Regions from separate parts of the Mus musculus genome. Here regions 1 and 3 are each linked to region 2. The links are chromatin contacts, called in public HiChIP or PLAC-seq maps. All regions are on one chromosome and are shown on one strand. Each heading gives the region's core, a stretch centred on a gene start, on an enhancer-like site or on the middle of the called end of the contact. The rest is flanking DNA. Distances are from core to core; before and after follow the strand shown.

Region 1 (4,632 bases), core at 755-3,254, 200 kb after region 2:
TTCAGGACCTGAGCATAGTCCTGAGCCTTTTCCAGGGTGAATTTATAAGCACAAAAAACCATATCCCGAGTTGTCGTGCCTCATATAGCAAGAGCTGGAAGCAGAAGTACAGAAGGTAAAATCCAAGGTTAGTACATTTAGGGACTTCCCCAGAACTATGGACTTTGATGGATTAGGTCTTTGTTCTTGTTTTGGCAGGGTGCTGTCTTCCTGCTGGGTTCCAAGGCCTGAATGGAACTTCTATCATGGCCTCAGTTGTGCTAAGGTCTGGGGCCTATTACAAGAACAGGAATGGTAGGTATTGTCTGTGAAACGTCATTAGTTTAGACTACACTCTTAGAATGTGTGAGTTCTTATTGAACAGGGAGAAGAGAACACAGCCTTCTGTGGTTGATCTAGGTGCTGATTTTGCAAATACAAGAATCTAAGCTTTAAAAATAAGTAGAATTGTTAGGTCAAGAGCGCAAGATATTAAGATCGGCCTGTTTTAAGTTAGGGCTGCTATTTCTCCCAGAATTCACAGTCTCAGTGTGAGTGTTGGGAAGAATGTCCCAGGCCCTGGTTCTGTGTTAGAAGGTAAGGTGATAAGCATCACACTTGATAAACAGTCCCTACATCACCTCACTCAGCCTTCACAAACCTTACAACCACGGAACATTACAAAGAAATAAAGGGGAAAAAATCTGATGAAGAGTCATACACTTTTAATCCCAGCATTTAGGAGGCAAAGGCAGGTGGATTTCTGTGAGAGACCCTTCCTCAATAAATGGGAAGCTGGGGGGTGGGGTGGGGAGGAGAATTGGAGGCTATAGCAGGGAGATTGTGAGTTCCAGGCATACTGAGGAAAACAAAGAGGGGGTGAAGGGAGGGAGAGAGAGAGAGAGAGAGAGAGAGAGAGCTATTGATTCTTTCAACAATGATACTCCAGGAGTGAGCTCCATTCCCAGCCCCTTGTACAACGTGGCTGAAATGACAAGGCTTCAGACATGGGCTGTCAGGGGCTGGGGATCATAGAGTCCTCCTACCAGATATCAAAAGGTGACGTGGGAGCCCTGTAATGAAAATATACTCTGTTTATGGCATTGTCCTATAGCTTGGTGGGATTTTAATACTGGGAAAAACCGGATAAAGAATACTCCTTTCTTACAACCACATGTGACTCTATAGTTTATCACAAATAAAAGTTTAGTGCCTAGCGTGTGCACATCTCTGAGATCCATCCCCAACAGTGAGAGGAAATGCATACCAACATATAAGCACGTGAGTATGTGTATGTGTGTGTGTGTGTGCGCGCACACACACACACACACACACACACACTCACTCACAGACTCAGAGTAGAAACTGAAGCTAAGTTTTCCAGAGCAAACATTTGAACAGCAGTCTGTCAGGTTCCCGAGCTTGAGCCTTTCTGAATGGAAGGAAGCCAGAGAGGAGGACCCCGTGGGCTTGGGGAGACACTGCTAGGTGGTCCGGTATATCATGGGTACTTGAATTACTGGGTACTACAGTTCTGAAGGGTCTGTTGCTGGGTGGTTTGAGAGACCATCCACCCAGTCCTGCAGTTGCTGCTAAGGGCCGGGATTTGTTAATCAGGTTTGCACACTACAGATGCACAAGGGTTTGGAAGGTGAGGTCCTCCCAGCTTGTCTATTGGTGTGTTCAGCTGTGGTTTCCCTGTCTGTGACTTTATTTGAGGCTTTGTGGACGTCTCCACTTAGGAGGGAAAGAAGATTCTGTGTGAATTACATGCACACGAGTGAGAATTGTTAGATCGGCAGATCCCTGCCACATCTGTGCCTCCTAACTGGCTTCTGAGGTTAGACCATGTGAGCATACCTCCCCCCAAACAAAGCCAGCCTGTCACGAACTGGGTCTGTGTACTGTAGACAAACCGGGTAATTGGCCTCTCCGCCTCCTCACCCAAAACAAACACTCGCAAACGCCCGCCCCCACGCTGGCAGGATCTGCCTGTCATCTGGGCACCCGGCTCCTGCTCCGGCTGTCTCCGACCCTGTAGACACTGCAGGCCCTGCCCTCGCTCGCCCTGGTCGCCCGGGGCTGACGCACAGGCCACAGCCTCCGCCTCGGGGCGCGTGGGCTCCTGCCCAGGTGTGGAAGCTGCGGGGAGGCGGTGCGGGGAACCCGCGTCCTCCGGCCGGAGCTCGGCTTCTGGCGACCGCTCTCCTGCGCGGGTGACGGCGGCGTGCGGGCTGGGAAGGGCAGGGAGCGCTGTCCTCCGCTCCGCGGCTGCCAGGCGGACCGTGAAAGCTTCGCGCGGCTGTAGGCGCCGCCCGGGAGCTAGTGCTGGGCGAGCGCGGCGCCCACGCGCGGTGGGGTGGGCTCCGAGCTCCGGGGGACCGGGCGGGGGCGGGGCGCATCCTGCAAAGTTGACCAAGGGTGAGCTACCGCCGGCGCCCTGCTGCCCTAGATTCGCCAGGTTCTTTCCGCGGAGCCAGGCGTGGACGTCGCTGCCCCGCTGACACCCAAGGGACCCGGAGAAGCCAGCGGGCGTCGGCAGGGAGCCCGTGCAGCGCGAGATGGAGGCTGAGAGAGGGGACGCGCCGACCGGCGCCGTGTAGCCCGCGGGCCCCGGGGCTGGACCTTGCCCGGACGCTGTGGGGGCGCTCGAGCAGGGCCCTCCCCCGGGCTGCCATGGAAGTGCCCAATGTCAAGGACTTTCAGTGGAAGCGCCTTGCTCCACTGCCTAGCCGCCGGGTCTATTGCTCACTGCTGGAGACTGGGGGGCAGGTCTATGCCATCGGGGGATGTGATGACAATGGCGTCCCTATGGACTGCTTCGAGGTCTACTCCCCCGAGGCCGACCAGTGGACCTCCCTGCCCTCCCTGCCCACAGCCCGGGCCGGGGTAGCGATCACTGCCCTAGGAAAGCGGATTATGGTGATCGGGGGTGTGGGCACCAATCAACTGCCTGTGAAGGTCGTGGAAATGTACAACATCGATGAGGGCAAGTGGAAGAAGAGAAGCGTCTTGCGCGAGGCTGCCATGGGCATTTCTGTCACAGCCAAAGGCAAGTGGGGCCAGGGTTGAGGGTGGGCATTAGGGAAGAAAGTAAAGGGTCACGGGGGACACGGGTGTAAGGCAACATGATTTGGGTGGCCAATACACATTCCCTATAACATTCGAGCCTTACATTAAGCACTAAAACTAGAGACCCACTGCCCTTACTTTACAGATTGGAAAGGGACACTGAGCAGGTGAAATGTCTAGGAATTCCATCTGATGCCAGGAGTCAGCTCCAGCAAGCTGGGCAGGCCACTGCAGAGGGAGAGCCAAGGTGTGAGCCACGGGGTTATCTGCAATGACTCTGCAGACCCTGGCATTCAGCCGAATGACCACATTTGCCCTTGGCCGCCTGTCCCCTCCCCCAAACCTACCTGTGTAGGTCCCTGAGGATGCTCACCCCATCCTTCTACCATTACCAGGCCCCCAAGGAGGCTTTGAGACCTGATCCCAGGATCTTCGTTTACTTCTGACTGCAGTTTCAGACTTACTGAGTGGGGGTCAGAATGTCCCAAAAGCTTGTTTCATGTTGCATTATTATCCAGGTTCTCTTGCTTGCATGTGGTTTTAAAATTCTCACTTTCTCAAAGCCTTCATTTCACTCTTCTTGGGCCTAATACAGTCTGTGATGTCGAGGGGATCCAACTGCAGTTTTGCTAAACACACAAAGTTTTGTGAGAATGGGAGTTAAGAGACCCCAAGTTCATATACAGTTGCCTCCACACCGTAGGCTCGGTGGGGTGACCTTTCGCTTTCCCATCCGTCCCTGTCTCTTTTACTATTATACCCCAGCTGACTGGCTAACACACGGCCAGATCAGAAAACAGCTTTTCTTAAGCATCTGGTTTGCCCCTGGAACAGTCTTAGACCCTGGGAAGGAAGGAAAAGGGTAGAAAATTTGGGCTCTGAGCATGATTGTGGAGAAGCTGGGGCCCAGAACCCCCTCAAGCAGGGTAGACAATAGGGTTTCTGTGACCTGCCTGTCAAGAGGGTGAAAAGCCAGGCCTGGTGCTGAAGGCTTGTAATCCTAGCTACTCTGGAGGCTGAGGCAGAGAGTGGCAAATTCAAGACTTCCCTGGCAGTAGAGTTTAGTGGTGCATACCTTTCATTCCAGTACTTGGGAGGCAGAAGCAGGCGAATCTCAGAGGCTAGCCTGGACTACAAAGTTCTAGGATAGCCAAGACTACACAGAGAAACTCTGCCTTGAAAAAACAAAGCAAAGCAAAACAAAACCAAAAACTTGCCTCTGCTAGAGCAGAAGGCTTATGAGATCAAGCTACATAGTAAGACCCGACATAGTGAGACCTTATTTTTTTTTTTTTTTAAGAAAAAATTAAGGCCTAGACACCCCTGGGCACACTGAGAATAATGAGTATAGACCACACCCCATCTCTAGCTTCAATAAATTATGCTGTAAGTTAAGAATTAAGGCTTCCCATTTGGTGCTTTGTCCCTTTGGACTTTCAACATGTCCAATGAGATAAGTGCTGCTTTCATTCTTATTTTAGAAGCAGCAGCATGAAGCCCAGAAAGGTTAATTCTCTGAGGTTAAATAGATAGTAAGTAATGACCATGCCTGTGCTCCATAAAGCCAAATGCGCTCGACGG
Region 2 (4,345 bases), core at 1,243-3,742:
GTTCTGCACAGCACTTGGACAGCTATGCGGTCTCAGGCAGCTGACCAGACTAGGGGTGTCCTCATGGTCTCTAGCGATAATGTGAGCCACAGACATCAACACCAACACCTGCTGCGGCATGACCAAGGACCCAAACATGGCACTTAGTGGCAGCACCAGCTGGGATTTCACCATGGCCTCAGGTGGTGGGGCTGGCTACTCATAACTAACAGACTTGCATCTGCAGTTCCACCTCTCTTCATAGTGTTCAAACTTTCTACTTCTTTTTCTCTCCCATCTGTCCACCACATACTTGCATATTATAGTGGCTCCCACTGTGAGCCAACCACATGGCTGGAGGGCCTCTGGGTAACCTGCATTGTGTGGCTGAAAGTAGGCCTGTCTGTGTCTATGACGCATCCATATGTGGTAGCAGGTGGGCCTTACTTACTGCCTTACTTCTGTTTAATGTACACTTTACACACATTGCCTAAAGGCAGTGGTGGCTGTTGCTCTTTATCCTCCTCCTCCTATTATTATTATTGCTATTATATTTTTTCTTTTTCCGAGACAGGGTGTCTCTGTATAGCCCTGGCTGTCCTGGAACTCACTCTGTAGACCAGGCTGGCCTCGAACTCAGAAATTTGCCTGCCTCTGCCTCCCAAGTGCTGGGATTAAAGGTGTGTGCCACCACGCCCGGCATTATTGCTATTATTATCATTATTATTTATTATGAGCCCAAAGCATTGCACACAATGAGCACACATTCCACCACTGAGCTGTATTCCTAGCCTAAAGGTAATTTTGCACAACTTTTTAAAAATATTATTTATTTAATGTATATGAGTACACTGTCGCTGTCTTCAGACACACAAGAAGAGGACATCAGAGCCCATCACTGTTGATTGTGAGCCACCATGTGGTTGCTAGGAATTGAATTTAGGACCTCTGGAAGAACAGTCAGTGCTTTTTTTTTTTTTTAAAGATTTATTTATTATTAAATCTAAGTACACTGTAGCTGTCTTCAGATGCACAGAAGAGGGCGTCAGGTCTCATTACGGATGGTTGTTAGCCACCATGTGGTTGCTGGGATTTGAACTCAGGACCTTCGGAAGAGCAGTCGGTGCTCTTAACCACTGAGCCATCTCTCCAGCCCTCAGTTGGTGCTCTTAACCACAGAACCATCTCTCCAGCCCATTTTTATTGCACTTGCATTTTATCTGCAACCTGGCACGTGAGGGCAGGTGTGGATACATTTACTGAGCCATCTCTCCAGCCCTCAGTTGGTGCTCTTAACCACAGAACCATCTCTCCAGCCCATTTTTATTGCACTTGCATTTTATCTGCAACCTGGCACGTGAGGGCAGGTGTGGATACATTTGTGATGTCATATCAATGCTCCCAAAGTTCCAGACTGTTAAGTATTTTGAGGATACCAATTTAGGGATGCTCAACTGGTATAGCATACTCTTGAATATAAATAAAATATGGATTTTGTTACACTAATATGCCTATAGGATCAGGGGTTTCAGCTCAGTAATAGAACACTGGCCTCTCGTGTGGGAGGTCCTGGGTTCATCACCAGCACTGCAAAACACAACAAGTAAAAATACATACTGCCTATATAGGACATATTGTTTTGATTCCATGCATGTGTTATATATGTGTGCGTATGTGTGGTATCTGTAGAGATACATACTTGTATAATCTGTGCACAGCCCACGGTCACACTCTCATGTGATCCAGGGGTCAAACCCAGGTCTTTTTTATTTTTTAAGATTTATTTATTTTATGTATGTGAGTACACTGTAGCTGTATAGATGGTTGTGAGCCTTCATGTGGTTGTTGGGAATTGAATTTTAGGACCTCTGCTCACTCTGGTCAACACCATTCACTCTGGCCCAAAAATTTATTTATTATTATAAATAGATACACTGTAGCTATAGATAATAGATACACTGTAGCTATCTTCAGACACACACAGAAGAGGGAGTCAGATCTCATTACTGGTGGTTGTGATGTCACCATGTGGCTGCTGGGATTTGAACTTGGGCCCTTTGGAAGAGCAGCCAGTGCTCTTACCTGCTGAGCCATCTCACCAACCCCAAACCCAGGTCTTTACTCTCACTATCCAGTAACTCTACCAACTGAGCTGCAACCCAAGCTTGTGTTTTGCTCCATTTTTTAAAAAATGTACATGTATTGCTTCTAACAGTCAGGTAATGGTCACGCCCCTCAGCCTGCACTGCTACACAGGGCCTCAACCACGTGCAATAGAAACCCCTGCTTGCTTCCCAGTCCTCCCTTTTATCTCCACCAGGGAGATCTTGCGATTTCTGGGCAGAGACCTTGGTGCTTGTCCTGGTTCTGCAGAAATGCACTCAGCCCTAGGGTCCGGCTCCAATGGTACCACCGTCCAACAGAGTCAGTATCTCCTTTGTGTCAGGGTAGCCACCTGTTTCCTGCTGGCCTGGATTCCTCTGCTAGTGTGAGTCATCTGTGCAAGCCAGGCCCTGGCTCACAATGTAGATAAGCATTCCCATAGCGGGCGTGACTCCAGACCCCACTGCTGCCTCTACCTTCTGGCAGACCAGCAGACAGGCGAGTGGTGGAGCTGGCCGGAAGTCCTCACACACTTCCGTGTCTCCTTTCTGTTGGTGTCTAGGGCGCAGTCTTGGTGTTCTGCCTAATGTGGTTACAGTCTGTATTCACCAATTGCTAGGGCTCTCTACCTGGTGACATTTTCTTATTGGTGGTGGTGGTGTGAATCTAAGACCTTTTTTTGTGTTGGAAGCCATCTACCCCTGGGTTATCCCAATTCTTCCTGTAAATACTGATTTTAAAAAGACAGCCTTTTTCTCTTCCCTTCCTCTCCTCCTCCTTCTCTCCAGAGTTTCTAGTAGCCTAGGCAGGCCTTGAACTCCTGATCCTCAAGTTCCACTTCCCAAATGCTAGGATTTCAGGCACTCACTATGATGCCTTGCTGCCTGGAAGGCATCTCTCTTTTCCTTCTTCTCCCTTTCCCTCTCCTCCCTTCTCTCCTTCTTCCACCCATCCCTCCTTCCCACCCTCTTTCTTCCAGAGATGGATGTCAGATCCTTTCAGGCTCCACAGTCAATGCCGCTCTTCTTCCCATGGCCAAAGCTGAGGGGAGAGGCTCTCCAAAAATGGCAGGTCCGCTGGGGAGCAGGGGTATGTGGCCTCTTGTAGTGTTAAGTGACTAAGTCATGATGCTTGACCCAGAATCTTCTGTACCTTCCCAGGAACCTTCCCAGTCCCTGCAGAGCAGCAGGAAGGAGATCTGAGTGGAGTCCCACCCAAGCGGAGCATTTCCGTGGAGGAGGGTGACTATGACTGCCTCTTAGATTTACACAGGACAGAGCAGGCAGAGAATTCCATTTCTTCCCTAGATCCTCAGATGCAAAGATCCAGGGATCCACAATCTGCATGTCTGTCTCCTTCCCATACCCCACCACTCAGCACTGGAAGCTGAGCCTAAGGAGGCAGAGGCCTGGCTTAAGAGACACTGGTGGACATACCCTCCTATCCAGCCAGTGCTGCCTCCTCCTGGCCCGTATTCACAGAGAGGTTTAGCAAGAGGAGAAAGCCCAACCTGGGAACTCTGATCCCTGGCTTTCTTTATCACCTTCACTTGCAGCCTGGGTGGTAAGGACTAACCTTGGATGTGGCAAGGACACAAACAGAGACTCCGGACTAATTTAGATTCCCCCTACACTCAAAATCTTCCGTCAATAGGCAATCGTGACTAACATTTACTGATCCCTTAATGTGTGCCAAGCCTTTTCTGTGTTGGGAAGTGAGTACGTTTATTATATTTTGCACATAGGATACTGAGGACCAGGGTGGCTCAGTTAGCTAGTTGTCCAGTAAGGATATGAACTCTATGTCCTTAACCCATGAAGCTGTCCTGCTAGGGTTATGCTGTCTACTTCGGAGTTCTGAAAACAACCTAACATCTGACCTTGTCTCTGCTCATGTCATCCTATCTGTATCCCAGGTCGTGACTCTGAGACCTGACCACTCACGAAACACCTGGCTCTCAACTCCCCATATTGAGCCTACTGGAAGCCCTCTGGTGGTATTTCTCAAAACATGAGAAGGCTCTTCTAGTTCATTCAGAGACTACTGCCTGCCCACTTTGCAGAATTCCACAATGATGCATATGGGTGGCAAACTTATCCCATTAAAGGTGGGAAGGATTGGGGCCCAGTAAGGCTCAGTCATCCAGAATTGCCGAGTGTCCAAGCAGAACTCGGATACAGAATTCTCACGTTGGCTTTCGATAACTCTGTGGTTACAGAGTTCCCTGGGACTGTGAACGTCTGGGGTCTATGGAGATGCTTAA
Region 3 (4,595 bases), core at 295-2,794, 150 kb before region 2:
TGTGTTGCATAGTGATTTCTAGGTTAGCCTGGGCTACAGAATGAGACTTTAAGGACAGCCATGTTACGTTGTTCCATGAAGCAGTATGTATGGTGTGAGCCACTCCTGGTTATGATCACCTGAAGGTGTTTGTCTAATAGTAGGTAGAATTCTTGGTGAGTTTGTCCTTAGCAAGGAAAAAACAAAAAACAAGAAAAAAACCAAAACACCAATACAGTGCTGGCAAGATATCTCAGTGGATAAAGCTGCTTGCTGTTGAGACTGACCACCTAGCTAAATTCCACTTGAAATTCATATGGTAAGAGGAGAGAACTGACTCCAGAAAGCTGGGCCCTCCATGTGGACCAGTCTGTGTGCACATGCACACAAATAAATAAATCTTAAAAGAGGGGGCTGAGAAGATTGTTACATAGGTATGAACTTTTGCTCTGCAAACACAAGGACCTAAGTTCGAGTGCCTAGCCCCTACATAACAAACAACCCCAGCATTGGTTCTCAGAGACAGATGAATCCAGCAAGCTTGATTGCTGATGGCCATCCTCATCACAAGAGTGAACTCCTGGTTCACTGCCACCCCATCTCAATGGAAGTAAAGCTGAGAGCAATAGAAAAGACCTGATGCCACCTGGTGCACTGCCTTTAATTATTCCAGTCCTCAGGAGGCAGAGGCAGGCAGATCTCTGAGTTCAAGGCCAGCCTGGTCTACAGAGCAAGTTCTAAGACAGCCAGGGCTACACAGCACACAGCTTGTTTTTACAAAAAAAAAAAAAAAAAAAAAAATCCACCCTATATCTTACTCTGGGTTCCATATGTGTGTGCATAGGCATACCCACCTGTACATCTGTGTGCAGGCACCACATACCCACTAACTCACCAAGAATCCCATCTACTATTAGGTTCCCTACAGAGTCAGGCCTTATTTGAATTATTTTTCCCACTCTAGAAAGACAACTGGACAAATACCTTCAGGTGATCATATTCAAGAGCGGTGTATAGCACACATACAGTTTCATCTAACAAGGTAACATGACCGTCCTTAGGAAGAAACTGAAATCTAGAAATGGTTAAACAGTGTGCTCCCCACCTACATCACGGATAGCCTGATACCCCAACACTGGGCAAATATTGATTGACTAAAGTCAATTGGGATCGATTGCAATTTGGTTCCCATCACATGTGTCCCAGAACAGCTTCTGGCAGAAGCACCAGGCAGCCAGAAGCTAAATGAAAGGAACATGGCCGTAGTAGCATCTAGAGAAAAGCTCAAGGGCCTGGGTTTGTTTCTCCACTAACCAGCCAGGGCCTCAGTAAGATCCTTAGTCTTCCTGAGTTCCAGGGTTTTTTACTGCAGTGAGCTGGCTGCTTCTCATCAGTGCTGTGATGAGACCTTGTGAACGTTTGCAGAAGGGTTTCCCCTGGAGCCTGAGAGGGTAATAACATGGAGCAGAAGCAAGGCACAGGAGCCGAGCCACAGTGCCACAGGAGCCGAGCCACAGTGCCGTCTGCTCTTGTTGCACAGGGAAGTTATCTTTCTGACTGTTTTCTCTAAGGGTGGAAGGATGGCGTCATTAGGTGAATAAGCAAAAGGGAGTGCCAGCTGGGACTCACACAGCCTTCCGCTCAGTGTTCCCTCCCCCACTACCTACACACACCCACCCACCCCCACCCCCACCCCCATGGGCCCCTGCATGCCTTGCCTTAGGTACTGTCTGTCTGTTTGTTCTGATCCTGAGAACCACCTGGTAAACACGGTGCTTCTGTATGTCTTTATGCATGTGGAGTGATCCAGAGAAGGGCTTTGGTTGGAATGTCCTAGAATCTAGTAAGGGTACAAGCCAGGCCTACTTCCCAGGATCCTCTTGACTGGTCAGATCTTCCGGTTTAGGGACCATGAGTGGTAAGCAGGTGGGAGTGGCAGAAAACTAGTATCCCCTAGTCTGATAAGGAACACATTGTCATGAGCTCCTACCTGGTCCTCACTCTCTGATGCTGAAGTGGAGGGGGAAGGGTGAGCAGATGCCTCCGGTGAGAAGCCTCTCTCTTCCTTCTCTTTTGCTGGATCCTGGCTGAGTCTGCCTGAGTCTCGTGGAGTGGGCTACACTTGAGATATCCCTCCAGTACAATTTTAGGTACCTCTGGCTCCCTGTAGAGTTTGCAGAATACCAAACTCTTAATCCTCCTGCCTCAGCCTCCCAAATGCTAGAAATCTAGCTTGCCTCATTCCTCCTTTTGGAATAGAAGAGGAAAGAGGAATTCAGAACTGAAACCTCAGAGGAACTGGTTTATCTAGATCAGGGCCTCCCAACCTTGACTCTGCCGGAGGCCAATTCTTTGTGCTGAAGGATGTTTTAGCAGCACATGTGACCTTCACTCAGTAGGTGCTAACAACACCCTCCCTCATGGTATAATCAAAAACTGTCTCCAGATGCACAAACAGACAAAACTGCCTTGAGTTGAGAACTATCAACCTAACTGGTTCCTGATTGGATGCTTTTGTCCCAGAGGCCCCTTCTGAGGGTCAAGAGTAGAGCAGGCTGATGTGAAGAATCTCAGCGTTTGACCTCCACGTTCCAAACACAACTCAGAGGAGCCCAAAGGAAGCCCTTTGCTTTCCGTATTGACCATTGCAGCTCACCCAGCTCACCAGGCCATTCATCTACTAAGACTGGCCCATATTTGCATCCAGACAACTCTCAGTTCCCTGTCCTCGCCCTTTGTTAAAACAAAAGGCATGTCAATGAAACAAAACAGATTTATGTCATCAACGTGGTTTTTTTTTTTTTTTTTGGGGGGGGGGGGTGGCGAGACAGGGTTTCTCTGTATAGCCCTGGCTATCCCGGAACTCACTTTGTAGACGAGGCTGGCCTCGAACTCAGAAATCTGCCTGCCTCTGCCTCCCGAGTGCTGGGATTAAAGGCATGTGCCACCACGCCTGGCCTCATCAAAGTTTTATGTGATGTGCGAACCTTCAGATGGAAGACCCAAAGACCCAGGAGAAACTCTCCACCTTTATGTGGGGTTGATGAAGAAGGAACAGGCATACGGAAAAATGGCCTGACAGAATGATGACCGAGGAGGACCTGGCACGGCTGTTTGGGTTCTCATTGGCCTCTCTGTGACGTGTGGGGTGGGACTCTGCTGGAGTGTGTGTGTTAGGGGAGGCGGGTGTCTTTGACCTTGATAAAAATTCCTTTATGACTAACCCTTATACAGAAAGAGGGACTTAGAGTTCAGAGGGCTAGCTTCTCGGGGAAAGGACCTCAGCATCTGTAACCCACCTTGAGGGAGGGTAGAGAATCTGGTGTGTGAAGCTTGTCTCAGCAGAAAGGATATGAGACAGAAGACCAGAGAATCCCCCAAATGAGGCCTCAGGGGCCTTCCTCTTGAGACACTGTTTTCTGAACCCTAAAAAGAGGCAAACTCTGGGACGCTGGATCCTTTCCGCCTCAGACTTCTCCTAGTTCCCAGGGCAAATTACACGCTTCTGTAATGAAAGGAAATAGTTCCAGGGCTGAGCTGGGGAACCCAAGTCCCTGATGCCCCCTCCTCAGGAGTATGCTGGGAAGGGAAAGAAGAGAAGCTGTTTCTCTTGCCTGTACTTTTCTCTATCCTTGCTAGGGAGCCCAGTCCAGCCTGGGACAGGGACTGCTTCCTTCAGCCAGCAGAAGCTTCCAAACCTGCCCCAGGGCAGAGCTAGACATGGCAATTCCAGAGAAGCTGAATAGAGGGTGAGATTGCATGGGAGGAGAGGACCCTGATAGATTTTACTCTCAATCCTTTAGCTGCTGCCTGGGAGTGTGGTTGTCCCCTGCCACTGCTGTGGACAGCCCCTGGCACAGAGCTGACCAGCACAGACACAGTGGGGAGCAGGTGACACTGGCTGCCTTCTCAGGATAGGCCTGCAGGATTATCCTCTGCCACTAGGCTTTCCTGGGTCAGTGCCTTCCCTGGCAGGTGGTTTTAGAAAAACAGTCTCTGTGGGGCCATAGGCGAGGAGACAGAGGGGACAGCTGTGGGGACAGGAAACATCTGGGCTGCTGCTTTGCTAGAGTGGTCACTCCTATAGCACAGTGCAGGATGTGATCCTTGGGGACCACTGTAGAGAGGGAGGAGGAGAGGGATGAGCTGGGAGGTAGGGGTGCAGAGCCAGGATGCTCTTCCCTCTCTCAGTCACCCCTTCCAGCTCTCCAGAAAAATAAAATACCAACCTTTGGGGTGACAGGGATGGGGAAATGAGGAAATGAAGTCATGGCGTGGCCCTTTGCTGACTAGTCAGCAGTTTCTTCCCTGAGGAAAATCAGGACAAAGAACCAGGAAGATGATGCCAGGATACATTAGAGACTATAAACTCATAAGGACAGGTCTCTCCATCTTGAAAAGCAAAAACATTTATTTATTTATTTATTTATTTATTTATTTATTTATTTATTTATTTTAAAACATCATTAGGGACAGAACTTAGGGCTTGCCACAAACCACTGAACCAAACCCTAGACAAGCTTCCTTCCCCCCCACCCCCACCCCAATTAAAAATGTTACTGTGGGACTGGGTACATAGCTCACTTGATAGAATCTTTGCCTAAGACGCACAGAAT

Evidence for each region. HiChIP or PLAC-seq counts read pairs in DNA pulled down with a chosen protein or histone mark.
Region 1: a contact with region 2 is called in a FOXA1 HiChIP or PLAC-seq map of pancreatic cancer cells. The contact joins the promoter of Klhdc8a here to the enhancer-like site in region 2. A contact is called at or near these places in 3 of 39 promoter capture datasets (hematopoietic stem and progenitor cells and liver), 1 of 484 Hi-C or Micro-C datasets (bone marrow-derived macrophages), 2 of 115 datasets of contacts at active chromatin or transcription factors (embryonic stem cells and pancreatic cancer cells) and 1 of 9 other capture datasets (embryonic stem cells).
Region 3: a FOXA1 HiChIP or PLAC-seq map of pancreatic cancer cells shows a contact between it and region 2. The contact joins two enhancer-like sites. A contact is called at or near these places in 3 of 484 Hi-C or Micro-C datasets (nephron progenitors, pre-B cells and ventricular fibroblasts), 4 of 115 datasets of contacts at active chromatin or transcription factors (the HPC-7 cell line, bone marrow-derived dendritic cells, embryonic stem cells and 1 more) and 1 of 9 other capture datasets (embryonic stem cells).

What each region holds. Positions count from the first base shown.
Region 1 is chr1:132,296,622-132,301,253 of GRCm38.p6, forward strand. Klhdc8a (kelch domain containing 8A) reads left to right here and starts at 2,005. Exons shown (of 5, transcript NM_144810.5): 1 at 2,005-3,031. The coding sequence starts at 2,656. It overlaps Gm51645 (a long non-coding RNA gene), which reads left to right. Exons shown (of 4, transcript XR_003947998.1): 4 at 199-760.
Region 2 is chr1:132,093,264-132,097,608 of GRCm38.p6, forward strand. No RefSeq gene overlaps it. Among named protein-coding and RNA genes, the nearest start is that of Gm37120, 7.2 kb to the right of the region's middle. Within about 2 kb of position 2,493, at least 57 of the 459 cell types and tissues checked have an H3K27ac peak or open chromatin away from gene starts, as enhancers often do. A contact at or near this core is called in hematopoietic stem and progenitor cells and pancreatic cancer cells, where this site is marked.
Region 3 is chr1:131,944,312-131,948,906 of GRCm38.p6, forward strand. No RefSeq gene overlaps it. Among named protein-coding and RNA genes, the nearest start is that of Slc45a3, 16 kb to the right of the region's middle. Within about 2 kb of position 1,545, at least 20 of the 459 cell types and tissues checked have an H3K27ac peak or open chromatin away from gene starts, as enhancers often do. A contact at or near this core is called in pancreatic cancer cells, where this site is marked.